Regions from separate parts of the Mus musculus genome. Here region 1 is linked to region 2. The links are chromatin contacts, called in public promoter capture Hi-C maps. All regions are on one chromosome and are shown on one strand. Each heading gives the region's core, a stretch centred on a gene start, on an enhancer-like site or on the middle of the called end of the contact. The rest is flanking DNA. Distances are from core to core; before and after follow the strand shown.

Evidence for each region. Capture Hi-C pulls out chosen DNA fragments and counts their contacts.
Region 1: a contact with region 2 is called in a promoter capture Hi-C map of adipose tissue. The contact joins two enhancer-like sites. A contact is called at or near these places in 13 of 39 promoter capture datasets (the 3T3-L1 cell line, 3T3-L1-derived adipocytes, the C10 cell line and 8 more), 4 of 484 Hi-C or Micro-C datasets (bone marrow-derived macrophages, double positive thymocytes and olfactory sensory neurons), 4 of 115 datasets of contacts at active chromatin or transcription factors (T-cell acute lymphoblastic leukemia, double positive thymocytes, heart atrium and 1 more) and 3 of 9 other capture datasets (adipose tissue, liver and pancreatic islet).

The regions. Positions count from the first base shown.
Region 1 is chr1:92,452,433-92,455,132 of GRCm38.p6, reverse strand. All of the region lies in intron 8 of Ndufa10 (NADH:ubiquinone oxidoreductase subunit A10), which reads left to right. Among named protein-coding and RNA genes, the nearest start is that of Mir6900, 11 kb to the left of the region's middle. Within about 2 kb of position 1,367, at least 14 of the 459 cell types and tissues checked have an H3K27ac peak or open chromatin away from gene starts, as enhancers often do.
Region 2 is chr1:91,931,787-91,934,486 of GRCm38.p6, reverse strand. Hdac4 (histone deacetylase 4) reads left to right here. Exons shown (of 27, transcript NM_207225.2): 26 at 690-831; 27 at 1,101-2,700. The coding sequence ends at 1,140. Among named protein-coding and RNA genes, the nearest start is that of Gm46242, 53 kb to the right of the region's middle. Within about 2 kb of position 1,281, at least 3 of the 459 cell types and tissues checked have an H3K27ac peak or open chromatin away from gene starts, as enhancers often do.

The sequences.
Region 1 (2,700 bases), core at 118-2,617, 520 kb before region 2:
GGCAGAGTGTATGAGCTAGCATTAGGGCACGAGGACTAAGATCCAAACAGACTCACTGCGACTAGGGAGTATTTCTGGCTTTTGACCTCCCACAGATAATACCATATCATTTTCTAAATTTGATCTGAAACACATGTTGATCTGACCCGTGCTTAAAATTCATAATTTTGGTATTACTTAGTTATATGGTTATCAGGGTATAGAGCTGTGACCTGTAATTTTCCCAGAGTTTGTGAGTTACAACATCCAATTAATTGCTTGTATTTCATTTACTGTGGCTTTGTCCTTTCCCTGTGTTGTGCCCTCTCCTCAGTTTCATAAGTTTTCAATGGTAATTGTGCTGATCTTAATTTCTTGAGTGAAAATTATGATCTGTTTCTGAGACAATTGCTGTAAACATGCCACTTGCCAGTTAGACTTATTTGGTCCAGACTTGACCAAATTATCGTTTTAGAACATTTCTGTTTAATTTCAGCTACATTTCAGTGCACCCCCCACCCCCACCCCCATACCCACCCTCCCAGCCCCACCTACTGCCCATGAGGCTCATTGCAGCTGCTGGAAGTTTCCAGACAGAGATCTAGTACTGTGGTGATGGATGCAAGTTCTCCACAGGGTTTCAGGCAGAACTACAGTTCAGGAGGAAGTAAAAACAGCCTGTGGAAAGTGGGAGAAAAGTGGCCTCTCTCCTATGGGAGAAATATTCAGCCATAGAACCTTAATTGCTGTTCTGTACTTTTCTGTTGTCGTGCCTCAGTGCCTCTGGTTAAAGCCGTCTGCCCATGGCACTAATCAGCCTGTGACACTTCGTCACATCATAGTTGGACACTGGTGTGGCAGGAACATTGTTCTCAGATGGGTTTCTCCATCTGTAGCGTTGAAATGTGTTTATTGCGTAAGCATAGCTCCTTATCAGCTTTGTGTTCTGAATCATAGAGGCTTCCCAGTGCCTTTAGTTCTTCATTATCTCTGATCAAGGATGTTATCTCTAGCCTATCTGACAAGTATTTACCGGAGATGTGCTGTGTCTCTCTTCATCCTGTGAGCTCTGCTAAGAGTTGTTTCTCCAGGTTTAAGTAAGGTACACAACAGAGTACTTTTAAAGCCTTCTTGTTCTTTTTCTGGGGCATGTGTAAATTGTAATTCTGGCAAATCATACATAGATGGCGCTGTTGTTCTATAGTTCACATACTTCCAGGACACCCTCCTTTGATATTTGTTAACATTTAAGGTGTACTTCATTTTTAGTTGAAATATTTTGTTACCACTTCAACAGAATTAACAGTAGCAGGTACAGAATAATCCTGTGTTACAGTAGAGAGCTGTGTGTGTATGCTGCTAGCAAGTCATGAAGAGCACGAGAAGGTTGTCAACTTGTTGCTGTAGAGAGGGAGTGCTCAAAAGTAGTGCTGAGGCCAGGCCTTGGCTCTGTGGAATTTCATGTAACAGCTAATCAGAGCAAGCTTACAGAGCAGGGCTAATGTGTCCTCTACAGACTCTACTGTTTGTATGCTTGAACTGTTTTTAAATGTTTTCATTTCTTTTGGCAGAAAAAAACCAACTGGATAGGATATGAAAGCTAAGAAAAGCAATCTTAATCTTTGACAGTGTCTATCTAGTATGGGCACTCACCTAAACCAGTGCAAACCACGCAGGAGGACGGGCAGGCAGGGCTACCCGAACAACTGTGCTTGGGGGATTTGAATCGCTCGATCATTGTGGGAGTGGCGCATTTGCACTAGGACATTCCTGCCACCAACTAAGTTCAGCCTTACCACAGTCATCATTTCTCTGTGATTTCTTGTGGAAGCAAGCGTGACCCACGGACCCATGCACCATGCATTCCTCTTAGGTTCTAGTTCTGTGGGGACCTGGCTGTCGCCTACGGGTTTATATAGTGAGCCATCTAGCCACCAGGAACCAGATACAGTTATAGAATCTACACTTGGAAATTGCAGACAAGAAACATCCTCTCTTGCCTTTACAACTTAGGTATAGCTAAGAATTTGTTGAAAATAATTACTTTGTTTCTTGAGCCTGTAAGATTAAGAAAGGCTTTAGTGCCTTTTCCCCTCAGACATTTGTCTCCCCAGGTAGCCCAGGCTGGACTCAAACTTGTGGCAGTTCCTTTGCCTTAGCTTCCCAAGTACTAGGGTGTCTAGCGCATGACTATGCCCAGATTTAATTTTTAAAAAAAGAAAAAAATGGGGAAAAAAAAGGTTTGTCTCTTCAAGCATAGTGCTTATGTTGAACCCATCTTTGAAGAGAATGGGATGTAACAGTTGTATAAACGTTCTTGAATCAGCAGAATGAAATGGTAAAGCAAGGGAGAAGCCTACAGTTGGTATTAGTAGTACCAGAAATGAATCTACCCTTGATAAATATGGCCCAGTGTGCTACCTAGCAAGTTCCATGTGGTACTGTCACTTGGCTTTCTAATGAGGGCATAGTGTGCATAACGTGGGGACTACCATCTGCTGGTAGATTACTCCTGCTATTGTGTGTGAAGTACACATTGGCTCCATTTTTCCATTTCCCAAACCCTTCATCGAGAGCCCACTATCTGAAGGTATCAGGGCTTCTCAGAACTCCCTCAGTTCTGGAGCTGTTTAGCAGAGTGGCTACATGACCCCAGAGATCTTTAAGAGAAGTGGTGCCTTGAACATGCCTGCTTGTGAACAGCACTTAGTTAGTAGTAGT
Region 2 (2,700 bases), core at 32-2,531:
TTCGAAAGAATCTGGGCACCAATAGTCTCAAACTACTTGGTTCAGTTGCATAGAACTTACTTGGACTGAAAAATCTATGTCATGCTAGAGGTACCTAGCACAGGGTAGAACTCATCCCCCATTCAGTCAACAAATCCCAGGCAACAGGTACACAGCCAGATACCCACACATGGCCCTGCCTCAGGTAAAACCTGCTACTCCTTGCCTGGCTCTCTGATATGCTATCCTGGCACATAAGCTCACAAAGATGATGCACACCTGAAGGCTTCACCCAGGTACCTACTGACCATTTAGTTCTGCCTTCAAAACTGTTTCACCTAATGCCCCTAACTCTAGAAAGCTGCTTCAGCGGGGCTCCAAGTGCTGAACCTGGATGTGATCTATCCACAGCACCTATAAGGCTCCAGGTAGGAAACTCCCTAAGTCTGGATGCCAGCAAGTCTCCATGTGTCTGCTCCCAGAATTTCTGGTCACCCACAGCAAGGCAGAATCCCACAGACGTGGAGAGCCAGGTTCCACAACAGTTCACAGCCCTGTGTTCAGGTGACCTGTAATGCAGAAATTACACCACAAGGGCCTGTGAGGGCAGTGCCAGCCAGCACTCTTCAGAAAGGCGCTTTTCAGACACAAGTGAGTCTCCCATTAACCTGCAGAAGTGGGGAGTCACTGAGTGTTTCCCTCTCCCCCAGGCAAGTACTGGCGCTGCCTGCAGCGTCTGTCCTCCACGGTGGGGCACTCTCTGATTGAGGCGCAAAAGTGTGAGAAGGAAGAAGCTGAGACAGTCACCGCCATGGCCTCGCTGTCTGTAGGCGTCAAACCTGCTGAGAAGAGGTGAGTCCTGTCCATTCCGTCCCAAAGGCCTGCTGAGTACACCTGTGCATGAGGACCTGACAGAGTCTTCTTTGTGTCAGGCTTGCCCTTTAGGGACAGGGTAGATGGTGGCATGCCCACTGACTCGACAAACCAATCCTGTCTATCAGGAAAGAGCTTGCACTTTGGTGGAGCAGGGATTTTGACAACTCTGTGAGAAAGGGAACCTGATTGCACAGGGCCTCCCTCACCCACTGTGCACCCTGCCCGACCCCCTTTCTCCTCTACAGATCTGAGGAGGAGCCCATGGAGGAGGAACCACCACTGTAGCCCGAAGCTGCTGTTCTCTCCTTTGTTTGTCTGTCTTGAAGCTCAGCCAAGAAACTTACCCGTATCACTCCTGCGTCCTGCCTTGGTGCTCTCTTGAGTACAAAGGGACAGCAGGCGTGCAGCAGCAACGGGAAGCCTTTCTGCCGCCCTGGACCACAGGTCTGGAGACGCACACGGAACACCGGGTGTGGCAGATCACATGGAACACAGGACAGCGCGCAACACACGGGCACACAGACATGTGGAAGCCAAGCACACGCTGGTGGCTCCCCCTCCCCCTGGGAAGCCTCGAAGGAAGAAGCTTGTGGCAACTTGGGCAGAGTTGCTGAATCAAGTTGACATGAGGAAAATGAAAATCAAAGATCTAATAATACAGAACAAACTTGATTAAAACTGGTGCTTAACATTTGATTCTTACCCACAATCCCACAGTCTCCGTGTAAACCACTCAACTCATCTTGTAGCTTTTTTTTTTTTTTAAACGAAAACAAAACCATTTTCTATGGCTCTGGCCTGCCTTGTGAACCTTAGTGGGGTGCTGTGGGGGTTCACAGCTTAGTGAGGGACAGAGTTGGAAGAAAGTTTAAACGAAAAAAAAAAAAAAAAAAAAAAAAACTGGACAGAACAGAAATGTGAGCCTGGGAATCAGCTGGAGCTTCTCGACGCCACCGGAAGATGCGAGTTTGTGCCTTTTTTATTGCTCTGATGGAAGTTTTTGTGGCTGGGTTTTCTGAAGTCTGAGGAACAATGCCTTAAGAAAAAAACAAACAAAAACAAAACACCACTGAGAATTGGTGTGACAGTGTCCTGTGGCTGGCTGAGCCTGGCATTACAAGAGTGGGCACCAGCCACTGTCCCCGAGGGCCGAAGTACAGCCAGCCTTGCTTGGTTTGATCGCCATTTAAGGAAGATGAGGTAGTTCCAAAAAGCAGCGAACGCCGCCAGCAGTTTTAAAGTCTAACACATTTTAAACGGATCCAAAGTCTTCTTTCCTCATCCGTCACTTAGCAGTTGAGCATCTCCATTCGGTTGTGAAGCATGTCGTAGGCACACTGCAGTGTTACGATCGGAATGCTTTTCATTAAAAGCAGGTAGCATGAAGTATTGCTTAAATTTTAGGTATAAATAAATATATATATGTATAATATATATTCCACTGTATTCCAAGCTAAGAAACTTGATTCTTATGAGATCTTGATAAAATATTTATAATGCATTTATAGACAAAGTATATATAAATATATATAATAAATCCAGACCGCAGAGGTCCTGGCAGGTGAAAGACGTGTGTTAGCTCTGAGGTGCTGAGGGCTGGGGTCTGGATTGAAGCCCAAGGGTTTTTGAGCTCCAGATTGGCCAGCTTCCAGATTGCCAGCATGTTCACCCCTGGGCAACTTCCCTACCAGTTTGTACTTTAATTTTAATTATTTTCTAACAGAACCTCTGCCCTCGCCAAGACTCCATGCACATATGTACCTGATGAGTTTTTATAGCAAAAGATATAAACTTGCTGTTGATTTTTGTATGAATTTTTCACAAAAAAGATCCTGAAGAAAACAT